Linked DNA regions of Mus musculus: region 1 is linked to region 2. A link is a contact called in public HiChIP or PLAC-seq data. All regions are on one chromosome and are shown on one strand. The core of a region is the stretch at or near the end of the contact, and the rest is flanking DNA. Distances in the headings are between cores, read along the strand shown.

Region 1 (6,362 bases), core at 2,763-5,262, 46 kb before region 2:
CAAAAGAATATACATGACTTCTTCAAGCTCACTAAAGGAAGATCTTCTAACTAGATTTCGATTTTTTTCTGTTATGAATCCTACATTCTGCCCATTATGTCAGAGTCATCAAATCTACTTCACTGTATGCATGATAGACAGAACAGACAGATATTACTGAAATGATATAAAACTATGCAAAATAAAAGACTTATAATAAGATTGCTTAATGTGACAGCCAACTAACATAGTGCCTGGGCCAGTCTCTGATAATAAAGCATTCATCTGTAGTAGTGCCAAATAAACAGGAAGTATTGTCAAGCTACCTGAACACATGCTGCTTGGAGCATGATGTTACAGGGCAGAAAATCAGGGCTGAGTACACAGGGAGGATCAGCCTACCCATTCTCTTTTGAATTTCTACAACAACCCTCACACAGTAGGTTCCAACAATGAGCAAAAATGGAAAGATCCTGCCTGGAATCTGTGCCCGTTCTGGCTGCCCTTTTGGATCCAGTGAAGGGTAAAGGGTACTGTGATGGAACAGTTTAGAAACACCACTGTATTTATTTCATCCTGATTCCATTTACATTTTTGTGCCGATGTGAAAATAAAATTCTATTAGTGACTGACTTATCCAAATAATTTTACTCCAGAGCACGATATGGGTGCTTTCTTTGTGTTATAGCATACTTCCTGGGATTTGGGTGTCCTGAACTTTGCCATCTGTCAAAACAGATGATATCTCTTGTGGAATGGAAAGAATGCTAGGCTTGTTATTCACTGCTTGATATTTTTTATGTATCTCACTTATTTTTATATTTCAAACTCTCTTTTCATAATCATAGAAAGGCCTTCTTGTAGCTGTTACTGCAGACAAAAAGAAAGTAACAGCATGTTGAAAGAAGATAAATATATTTTCCCCATTTTGTAAAATTATGTTTACATGGCTGATATATTGGAACTACGTTTTTGTAGAACACACATAGACTAGCACAATTCAAAGTGAGAAGTGTCTATAAAGAGTAGTGGGTATTAACTGTATTTATCTTTAGGGTTCCGTAGAGATTTAAATTGTCTTTTCTCTAACATAATAAATCCCAACCACACTTTTCCTTCCCTCCACTCCTCCCAGCTTCCCCCATCATCTCTCCTCTTCCCCAGATCCACTAGTCCTCCATCTCCCTTCAGAAAAGAGCAGTCCCTGCATGAGACAAAAACCAAACACAACAAACCAAAATACAGTAAGACAAAGGAAAAGCTCTCACACTGAGGCTGAACAAGGCAACCAAACAGGAGGAAAAGAATTTCAATGAGTTAAAGACACACATGCTCCCACAGTTAGGAGTTCCACAAAGAAAGGAAGAAAGAAGGAGTTCCACAAAGAAAGAAAGAAAGAAAGAAAGAAAGAAAGAAAGAAAGAAAGAAAGAAAGAAAGAAAGAAAGAAAGAGAAAGAGAGAGAGAGAGAGAGGGGGGGGGGAGGGAGGGAGGGAGGGAGGGAGGGAGGGAGGGAGGGAGGAAGGAAGGAAGGAAGGAAGGAAGGAAGGAAGGAAGGAAGGAAGGAAGGAAGGAAGAAAGGAAGGAAGGAAGGAAGGAAAAGGAAAGAAAGGAAAGGAAAGGAAAGGAAAGGAAAGGAAAGGAAAGGAAAGAAAAGAAAAGAAAAGAAAAGAAAAGAAAAGAAAAGAAAAGAAAAGAAAAGAAAAGAAAAGAAAAGAAAAGAAAAGAGAAAAATTCATACACAGAGGACCTAGTGTAGACTTCTCCAGATTCCATGCTTTCTGCTTCGGTCTGTGTTTTAGAAGTGAGAGACTGGGTTGACATCTGGCCATGACCAATGACCCTAACTCTCCTAATTATGAATTCTCTGGCCCTGGCCCTACAGGATTCCCTAAGTTCATAAATGCCATTTACAGATTTCAAATTGAGACTGAAATGAGGAAGTCTCTTAGAAGTTTGGTAACTTTACTTCTCAGGGTTACGTCATGACCTGTTGTTTTGCTACCACGGTGATCAGGAAAACAGAGGGGAAATAAGGTACTCCTTGAAGGATGACTGCTTCAAAAACAAGGACAAACACAATAGGGACTAACAATGTGGGTCAGAAACAGTTGCCCTAGGGCTGACCCAGACTAGAGTGAAGATGCCAGGAGAAGAGTTTTCACTGGGAAGCCAGTGGACTTTCCAGATTGTGTGCTTTACAGTAGACTTAAAGATTCTCACCCAATGTTTAAAATAAGCAAGTAAATGTGAACGGAGAAGTAAGGAAAACATCTCAAGGTTTCAATCAGCTTTACCTAAGAATGAACTTTAACAGTGTCAGGGCAGGGGTCATGTGCCCCAAACTCAGTGACTTTGGGACTCTTTTGATATGAGCTATCTATAAGTGCCTTCTAGAGGAAAGCAAGACACAGAAGGATGTTCAGGCACACACCACCTTGGGAACTTTCTAGAATCTTGATGGGGTGCTCCGCAAAGCAGTGTTCAAGACACTCCCCACATCGGAAGGACTTTGTGGTCCTTACATCCTGGGTACTCTGCAATGTTACCCTCTTCACAGCCACGGTTTAAAGATTTGCTAAGAACATATTAGATACTATATTTTAAAACGATATATATATATATATATATATATATATATGCCAGCAATGCCTACAAATAATTCTATTTACTGTGACTCTCGATCCTTCCTTAGAAAGTATGCACCACCATTCAACTTCTGATTCTCAAAGGGATTTGCACAAAAAATTTTTGCTGAATAGTGTAAAATCTGATTCATTTGAACACATGCTGCAATATAGATGTGGCTTTGGTCCTATAATAAAGAGCATTCTCCAAATGCACAAGTACGGTTTTCTTCTACTCCCACAAAGCAACACAAAAGACGAGCTAGCCTGGGGCCGAGGGTTGGCTGCTTTTCCTTTTTGAGATAATCTTGGTTTGTGACCACATCTTTTGGAGCAGATGCTTTCAGTATCTAGTAATCTGAGGAAACTGGCTTGGTAAATCCTCTGATCAAGTTATGAAAACAGAAGCAGAGGAGCCCTTGTCTTGCTGGGCAATATTCATATCTTCATCTTCTTGATTTTCTTTATATACTTCTGAGCGTACTCCAAACACTACTGAGGTATCTGTGCATGTGACTGCAATGCAAAGATGTTTTAATTCGGAGATTAAGACTGGAGGATTAGGAGTTGTAGGTCACCCTGGGCTACATAGCAAGACCTTGTCTCACAAAGAAAAAATAAGGAGCCAATAAGATGGCTCAGCAGGTAATGACAGTTGCTGCCAAGACTGATGACCTGAGTTTAATCCCCTGGGCCAATACAGTGGGAGAAGAAAACTGACTCTCGAAAATTGTCTGATATGCACCTTGGTGGCCTCCACATAAACACAAAATAAGTAAGTGTAGTAAAATTTAAATAAATAAAGTGGAAGAGTATTTTCAAAACATAAGAAAATAACTATGGCATAATGATTGCCTGTAATACTCAAGAAATAGACAGGCAGATCCCAAGTTTAAGAACAACATGGGTTGCATTGTGGGACTTTCTGACACATAAATTTATATATATATATATATATATATATACACACACACATTTATACCTATGTGCAGATATGTGTGTATGTACTTGTACATATGTACATATACATGTGCATATACAAAACAGTCTTTTCTGTTGAGACCATGAAATCTCATCTCAATTCTGAAGGCTAAGGATAACTTTTTGAGAGCAATTATAATAATCACAATAATAGATTAACAACTCAGCAACCATAGGGAATGCTGCTGATTCACCTCCACACAAGGCACTGGGTAAAACTTGAGAAAGCCAGCTCTTTCCCCAGCTCCTTAAAGATTCCTTAAATATAGTAAAGAGGTGTTAGGAATCCAGACTTCTTCTAACTATAATTCTTTAAACTGCTTATTTTTCTTTCTCTTTGAAACTTCCCACCATTAGGGACAGTACAGTCATACATTGCTTAACAACAGGGAGATTTTCTGAGAAGTGAGTCACTTGGCAGTTTCATCTGCCATTCACCTCCCAGAGTACACTCACCCAAACCTTCATGGCGCAGGCGATCACTCCCCATAGTCTCTTAATGCAATCAGGAAATGTGGCAAATGAAGATGTGTGAGTCTGGTTGGGGGTGCAGCAAGGGGTATGTGCTTACTGTCTTACTGTAAGTTTTCAATTTATAGACAGGACTACACTCTAAAGTAACAGCAAAGCATATAGCATGACAAAAATGCATAGTCATTGGTTTTCATTAGCAAGTATTACATATTTATATAATTGTGCTGATTACTTCTATGACTAACAATACACCAGGTGTGTTTATACCAGCATCCCCACAAACATGTGAGTTGTTCTTTGTGTTACAATGGTTCTATGAACTTTTTTTTAATATTGTGAGACCTTCATCATATCGTAGTCCATTGCTGATGAGACTGCAGTGGTGTAGCATATAATGTGGTCTTTCTGCATCAGGATTGGTTGGGACCTGTTTTTAATGATGACCCAAGTCGTAATAATCCAAAGAGTTTGTCAACAGAGCAGAGAGCCACGATCCTCAAATTTTAGTTCTAAATCCTTTATCCCTGGAGACAGAAAGCGATCTCTCTCTCACTTGAACTGGCAAGATGCCTCAGTAGGTAGAGTACTGTGTCATACAAGTATGAGAATTCAAGTCCAAATTCCTAAACTTGCATAAGTGCCATGCAGTTGTGTGGACCTTCGTGCAATCCTACCATTAGGGAAATAAAGATAGAAGATTCCCCTCAACTAAGTTGGACAATTAGACTATGTGAATCAGTGATCTCTGGGTTCAAGTAAGAAACTCTGATTCGATATAAGGAGAACAGTGATAACGGAAGACATTAAACATAAGACTCTGGCCTCTACATGCACACATAAACATGTGCCACACATGACAACATGTACACAGAGAGAGAAAGACAGAGAGAGACAGAGAGACAGAGAGGGAATATATTATAACTCTGATACAAAAAGTACAATAATCTTTTGGCACAAAAATAATTTTGCATTTTAAATCATCACCATATGCAAAATAGAGTGATTAGTGATAGTATGTAAATATTCTATCTTAACTAGTTTATTCAATCACTTATAAAACCATTTCATTCATAGGACAAGAAACAAAAATTAAAGAAATAACTGGCCACCACTACAGTCCCTCATCATCAGCCTTGACTCTATCATTATCAAACTGAATAAACCTTATTTACAGGTAAAAGTTGTGTCAGTCAGCTCAACTTACTGACGTTCGAAACCACATTTAAGCCACTCACTGCTAAAACACACTGTCAAGTCTTTTATCTGTCACTAAGACCAGTCATCAAGGCCATTAAAAGTTTACTTCATTACAAGCCTAAAACAGAAGCCAACCCCAGGAGAAATAGCAGAAGATACATCCTGTTCACTCTCTGCCTCACAATTTTGATCTGACTTCAAAGACTCAGCTTGCTTTACAGTTTTTCTCCCACTTAGGGGTCCATTCACATAGCTTTCTTCTTCTGCCCATTTTCACCTGAGTGATTCACACAAGAGGATCCAGTGAGGCAAACCATTAACATTGAGGCAAAAAAGATCATGATGGCATTAGGAAATGTCAAGCCAGAAAAATTATCACAAGAAATAGATGGAAATTCTCTTAGATACCATATTAGAATTCACAAACAAAATATGCAGCAACATATTATAAATAGATCATGCTAGGCAATGGCTGTACTAGACTAACTTCTATTTTAGAATTGGAAATTCTAATCTAACACTATTAGAACTTGACTTATAGTCTCTTTAGCTCTTCATTGTTTTGCATTCTTCTAACTAGTTCATGCATACAGGAAGAAAAACAGCATAGAATGTTTCTTGAATGTTAGCACCCTGCCTGCACGTACCCATTGCTCTCAGTAGACAGACGTGTATATAGATCACCATTGTCTAGATTGATAAATTCTTTTTTAATTAATTCAACTGGAATTTTTTATAAAGGGTCTCATATATCTCATGCTTACCTTGAACTTATCTCGAACTTCTGGACTTCCTGCCTGTACTGACTAGCTTTGTGTCAACTTGACACTGCTGGATTATCACAGAGAAAGGAGCTTCAGTTGAGGAAATGCCTCCGTGATATACACTGTCAGGCATTTTCTCAATTAGTGACCAAGGGGGAAAGGCCCCTTGTGGGTGGGAGCATCTCTGGGCTGGTAGTCTTGGTTCTATAAGAGAGCAGGCTTACAGCCCGTAAAGAACATCCCTCCATGGCCTCTGCATCAGCTCCTGCTTCCTGACCTGTTTGAGTTCCAGTCCTGACTTCCTTTGGTGATGAACAGCAGTATGGAAGTGTAAGCTGAATA
Region 2 (6,303 bases), core at 1,507-4,006:
AGAGCCCACTGAACTGTTTACTCAGAATGGGTGCAGTTTATCCCTTGTCTGTCCTCAATAAAATTAATTTTTAAAGGAAAAAAAAAGAATGATATGTTAGTCACAAAGGTTGTTGAGCTCAGGAGTAAGGTAAGAGGCCCCGCCCTCGGGAGAGCATCACAAGCCCCAGACCCCAATGCTCCTCTAGAAAATTAACATTCACTCAGGGAGGTAAGGAAGGGCTTTCTCCCATCTGATTGTCTTTCCTGATTTATGAGATGAGCTTGATTAATCTCATTTTATAGTCAAGGAAACTAAAGCACCGAACAATCAAGGGAACTGGCCTAAGTTTTCTGACTCAGAATCCTGATGCCTTTCCGTTGGCCAGGAAAGGCCCTGGAAATAGCCACAGAGATAATGTTGCTTCAGTGAAACCGAAGCCCAGAGAGTGTAAATATCTCGACATGGGTCACACTGCTAGCTAAAGACAGAGTCCAAAATTGAAAGTGCCTCCTGTGTGTAACACACATCAGAAAGAAATGTCACACTGAGGTCACCTTGAATGAAGGTAAAGGACTCAGGAGCCATATGGATGCAGCTTGGGGAGGAAAGGATGGGATGAAGGGACGCCATTAGGCAGGAACCTGGGGTAAGAACTGAAGCAGAGTTCCTAAAAGTACACTGCTTCCTGGCTTGCATCCCAAGGTTTACTCAGTGTGCTTTCTGATACTCCCTAGGACCACCTGCCCAGGAACGGCACTGCCCACAGTGCACTGGGTCCTCCTACACTAGTCTTTAAACTTGGCAATACCTTCACAGACTTGCCCACAGGCCAATCTGACAGAGGCAATACTTCAACTTTTTCCTGTTCCCAAATAACTATAGCTTGTGCCTAGTTGACAAAACAAAACAAAAAAAACAAACAATGCACACCAATATAGAAAGTTTACCCTAAAACAAAAGCAAGGCTCCTTTCCAGAGCTCAACACTCCAGCTTCCATTGCATGACATAATTCCCTCATCTCCTTGGGTCCCAAGGGTCTTCTAACTTTAACAAACCCCACGAATGAGCACATGCATTACCTCATCAGAGTCTGGCTTATTTCCTAGCAGTGATTGTCCAATACTGCTCCATCCCCCCTTCTGTTGGCTTTGTACCCTTTATCCATTCCTCCCTGCTGAAATCACAACGCTCTGCCTGGAGAGCAGGCATGGGCCTTCTCCTTGCCAGATGCCGAACATCAAGAAAAGATATCCCTAGTGCAAAGTAGTATGTGTCCTCTGTGCCCTAACCCCTACCCGCAGTTTAAATGCTTATCTGTGTAGAGAAGTGGAGAGAGGGAGAGAGAGAGAGAGAGAGACTGACAGACAGGGAAAGTATAAAGTTGTATGGAGACATAGAGAGAATTTTGAGAGGAACTACAAAAAAATAGTAGATGATTTTTAACTTAGAGCATTTTACAGAGTGGGGAAAGAAGAGTTCTATTCAACATTTAGTTCTTCCCATTGAACATGGTTTTTCCAATGACTATTATATATTACATTTACTTATTTATGTCAACAAGAGTAGGGTAGGTCAAGAAATTAGGGATCATATTTATCTACCAATACTTATATATTTTTTTAAAATGGAAAATAAGAAGAAGCATTAATTCTAATAGTATCTACGATCTACCACTTCCCCTCCAGTACAATGACCAAAATATGCAACAATTTAAATGGTAAAAAGATATGCGTGAGTCATATTAATGGGGTGAAGCCAGAAAAGGATGAAAAAGAGGGGCCCCAGGGACTGGAGCCATGAGTGGCTGCATAGCTCACACTGCTAGCCTGTTTTCATCTCTTTGGGGTTCCGCCCTGCTTACCTTATAGTCATCTGTGTGCTGACTTCAGCTCCCCCTACCCCCTAGCCCTCTTCAGACAAGTAATTTGTTTAGGATAAGTACTTTACTGTCTCTGAGCTTAAAACACATACATAGTGAAAGCTGAACAGACATCTATTAAGTAGGATGGGAGGCAGTCCCAAAGAGAGAGCCCAGAGCTGCCACCTCTTCACTAAAACTGTACTGGAAATGCTCCCCAGGTCCCCGTGTCTGCACCGTGGGTATAAGGCAAAGTTCAAACTCCTCCTCCTGTTTACCAAAACCTTCCCGGTTCTGGTCCACACCTGTCTTTCTGCCCTGGCTCCCAAGACAAATGCTGTGCCCCAGCAGTCAAACTGGTCCATGTACCACTCCCTGAGCACACCTTGAGGCTCCCTGCCTGCAGGCCTTTCTCAATCTCAATCTTTCTCTGCCACTAAACACCCTGGTCACGCCAGCTTCCCCCCCCCCCCCCCCTGAGGATTACTCCTGACTTTGTTAAGGATTGTACCAATTTGCATGGTTGTCATCGAAGCCGAACAGGATGAAGGAATGTCTCCCACTCCTAAATTTCCAAGTGAGCATGACAAGTCTCGAGTCCACAGAAAAGAAAGGGAGTAAAACGGAGATCTTTTTTAAGTCAAGCTGAATTCGATTGAAAGCTGGATCAAAACTGGGTTGGGTTTAGGATACATTTAAGAATGTCTGTCTAGTCAATTCCTAGCAACACCCACTAGGCGGCGCCTTCAGTCTCATTCCAACCAAGACGCCTCCAGGTTTTAAAGTTTATTACCTGTCTAACAAGTTTCCTTCCTGTCCTCCTGTCCCTTTAAGAAGGTGAACCAGGTGAGGCTGAGGCCCCGCCCCTCATCTGGCCCCGCCCTCCGCCCCCGCCTAGCCGGCCTGGATCGCCCAGTCCCTCGCGACCTGGCCCAGCCGTAGGGGCCGTGGTCCCAGGTCCCGGCCGGCGCCATGGAGCGGCGCTGGCCCCTGGGGCTTGCATTGCTGCTGCTGCTGCTCTGCGCCCCGCTGCCCCCGGGGGCGCGCGCCGAGGAAGGTACCGACCCCCGCCCTCTCCCTTTCCCGGCTGACGGGCAGCAGCCTGCAAGAGCCGGCATTCCTGAGGAGGCCCTCTTCCCCGAGCCCCACTACTTCTCCCTGGCTTCTCCCCAGTAGCGGGAAGATCGATTGGCCAGGCCAATCTTTGGTCTTTAACCCCAGACTCCTGCCCACGGGATCAGTCACCCCTACTCTGTTGGCCAGCACTATTTGCTGCGGTTGGAGAGGGAGTTCCTGACCACAGCCAGGAAGCTGCATTCCTACTGCAGCATCATGGGACCCTCCAAATGCCCACCCCTGACTTTGCAGCAGCACTCAGAAGTCTGAGGCGGAAAGCCTCCTTCTGCCAGCCTAACCGGAGCACAAATAATCCTCCAGTGGTGGAAGGATTAGAACTTTTGGGATTGCTAGGTGTAGGGGTCCAATCTTCCACCTAAAGTTTTGCACACTCTGTCCATGCCCCTCCCACTTCCCAAAATCATAGCTTCACCTAAGGCCCCACCTCCTCTACCCTCACCTACCAGAGCAGGCCACTGACAACTGGAGTCAAAATCCAGCAGGATCCCCCTGCCAGGGTCCCACTCAGGACTACAAAGGCTTAGCTTCCCTGACGTCCGCCCACGGCATCCTTGCAGATGTTCTCCAGGGCTCCGTGGGTGCCACGTCTGGGGTTGCTCTTCCAACGCTTGCCGTCCTGACTCTGGTTCAGGCACCAGTCCCCCAGCCCTTGCCCCACTCTGCCTTTCTCCTCTGCCTCAGGATGTCACACTGTTAGGAAGACGTTCTGGGCAGCCTCGGACTGGGGAGTCCCAGAATACCCAGTGTAGGGAGTTGGGTACCACCACCCCAGGGATGACATCGTTCTTTTCTCCCCCATTCAGTCACTCTAATGGACACAAGCACAGCACAAGGAGAGCTGGGCTGGCTTCTGGATCCCCCAGAGACTGGGGTAAGTATTTGAAGGACCTGGGAAAGTTCAAGTTTGAAGGCCAGTGGGAAATGGGGTGGAGAGGTGGGTGGAGGAACAGAAAAGAGCAGGAAAAACTGGAAGTGTCTCCTCAAAGAGGGGGAGGGGAGCTGAGTCAGAGGCTCCTGAATGGTACTCCTAGGGAGCTGGGGGGTGTCAAACTCCACTCAGTGGGACTATCGCTACTCCCTCACCCTCCTACCATAGGGTTGGGGGTGGGGGTATGAGCTCTCGACTCCCAGGGAGAGTATGCCTATGCTAAGGAAGGCTGGATGAGAGCTGAGACACCTGGAAAGCATGCCCCAGTCTCAGCTCCGTTCCTTACAGTGGAGTTATGTGGATGGTTTTCTGAACATTAGAGAACTCCATAAAAGGGTAAATGATGGATGGATTTTTTTTTTCTTTCTGAAGAAGAGAGCCAAAACTTTCATCTAAGTCTTCAAAGGTATTTTGACTCCCTCAAACTTAAAAGCTGCGCCCCTCCATGGGCCCTGCACACTCTCCATCCCTCCCAGGCAGGCTCCACAAACACCATGGATTCCAGCTGTTTGAGAAAGAGAAAGGGAAAAAAAAAAAAAAAAACAGCTCCAAGTTGCTAACTTCCTTAGGTGTGGTGTCACTGAGACCCAGTGAGCAGAGGTGGACAGTTAGTGTGTCCTACAGACTGTTCAGACCCAAAGTCCAGAGACAACCTTGCTGCAACGCACTAGAGCTGTCCTGAGAACCCCAGAACGGTACCTCTAGGATTGGAGACTTACTACTGGTCCTGGACCTATTCTCTGGCTTCCTTCCTCCAATACCCAAGACATGTGCTGCTGCTGTTTCTTGGGAGTAGGGTTATTGCCTTCTTTCTCTCTTGGACTGGAGGGTCGAGGCTCCCCTTTGAGCTCTTCCACAGAGTGGCCTATAATTAGAGTTAATAGACTAAACCATAATGTATCCTCCAGGAGGGGCCATTTGGAAAATCCCAGATTAGGCCAGCTTTAATAGGTGCCTCATCTCATAAACCAGCTAATCACCCACAACCAAGGCAGCAGGACCATCTGCTGGCCTCCACTGGCTCTTCCTTAAGCTCCACCAGCCCCACCCAAATAACTCGTCCCTAACTGAGCCCCAATGGAAGCAAGGCCCTTTTCCTGTCTGGTGCTAGAAGCGCAGTGCACCCCCTGCAACTGTACTCCCAGTCTCTTTCATGTCCCTTCCCTCTTCTAAAACAGATTTAAGTCCTTGGAGCCAAGCTCCCAGAATACACCCTATGCTGGAGTAGCAACCAGCAGCTCCTGAGTGTCAAGTGAAAGGACCCTCAGTGCTGTTTCTGGCCCCAGAGATGTCCCCATCTGTCACTGCTGGAGCTGGAAGAGGCAGTCACAGCTGGGAGCATCTGTTTCCCTCTGCTCCAGCTGCAGCCTTGGCAGTCTGCTTAGTGCTCTGCCGCACAGTACCACAACCACCCTGTCTACCTGCCTGGGCCCTATGCCTTGCCTCTTAGGCTTCCAGCAAAGTTTCCCCTCAGTAGGCTCCAAGGTGTCCCTTCATTCCAGCATTGTGGCCTTTGGACACCCCTCTTGATCTTTGAACTCTATGACATAATACAGAATTATGTGCATCAAAAGGGCCCCCGCCCTACCAATTCTTAATTAGTGATAGTGTTTTTTGTTTTGTTTTTTTAAGTCATGAGGGCCCACTCACTGGACTGGAATAAAATCTCAGAATGAACTTTATTAGGACCTCAGTCTCTTCTCCATCTAGTGATGGGATGGCATCCCAAATATAGTAAACTATTTTGTGAAATCTGTGGGCTTTCATAACTATATCTGGCCAAGAAAATACTTCAGCGAAAGATGTAGTACGGTATCTGTTCCACCAACAGATAATCAGAACATCGACAGTAATTAAAACCTGGAATGATGACAAGAAACCCAGGCCAAGGGAACAGAGTAGAAAGTCCAAACACAGAATCCACATGTCCGATACTGTCACGTGGATGGCCACGGAATTTCTAGTCAATGTGAGAAGTATTGCTGGGGACAGCAGTACTTCCTACCCTCCCCCTAAGCAAGGCTGTGAAAGTGACAACAGATGATGACTGAACAGGAGAAACACTATTTTAATTACCTTCATTCACACAGGATGAAGTCCAGGGAAGTTCAGAGGGTTGAAGCTTGTGTATTACCCTGAGCTTTAGAAAGGAGTGGGGGTGGGGAGGTGGTGACAGGCCCAAGTGTGAAATGAACAAAGGCTGTCCTGCTGTGCCCAGTTTAAAAGTCTCTGGGGTTAAAGAAGTTTTCAGTGAGCAGCCTTCTTCCTGGCAGTGTTAGCTCACTAATTTAAATCCCTTCCAAAGATTTAAGTTTCTTTTACCAAAGGGCAGCTTGTATGAGCTAATCTATAGTTTTTTCCTAGTGATCATCTCAAACAATGCCACATAAATATATT

Evidence for each region. HiChIP or PLAC-seq counts read pairs in DNA pulled down with a chosen protein or histone mark.
Region 1: a CTCF HiChIP or PLAC-seq map of the NIH/3T3 cell line shows a contact between it and region 2, with 14 read pairs. The contact joins the enhancer-like site here to the promoter of Epha1 in region 2. A contact is called at or near these places in 7 of 39 promoter capture datasets (the 3T3-L1 cell line, 3T3-L1-derived adipocytes, embryonic stem cells and 3 more), 1 of 15 datasets of contacts at CTCF or cohesin (the NIH/3T3 cell line), 17 of 484 Hi-C or Micro-C datasets (the C2C12 cell line, LSK cells, adipose-derived mesenchymal stem cells and 9 more), 5 of 115 datasets of contacts at active chromatin or transcription factors (bone marrow-derived dendritic cells, embryonic fibroblasts, embryonic stem cells and 1 more) and 2 of 9 other capture datasets (adipose tissue and liver).

What each region holds. Positions count from the first base shown.
Region 1 is chr6:42,417,286-42,423,647 of GRCm38.p6, reverse strand. No RefSeq gene overlaps it. Among named protein-coding and RNA genes, the nearest start is that of Tas2r126, 14 kb to the left of the region's middle. Within about 2 kb of position 4,012, at least 54 of the 459 cell types and tissues checked have an H3K27ac peak or open chromatin away from gene starts, as enhancers often do. A contact at or near this core is called in the C2C12 cell line, the NIH/3T3 cell line, adipose-derived mesenchymal stem cells and 3 more, where this site is marked.
Region 2 is chr6:42,369,721-42,376,023 of GRCm38.p6, reverse strand. Epha1 (Eph receptor A1) reads left to right here and starts at 2,756. Exons shown (of 18, transcript NM_023580.4): 1 at 2,756-2,898; 2 at 3,782-3,849. The coding sequence starts at 2,814. It overlaps 2010310C07Rik (RIKEN cDNA 2010310C07 gene), which reads right to left and starts at 5,353. Exons shown (of 4, transcript NR_045169.1): 1 at 5,328-5,353; 2 at 4,626-4,771.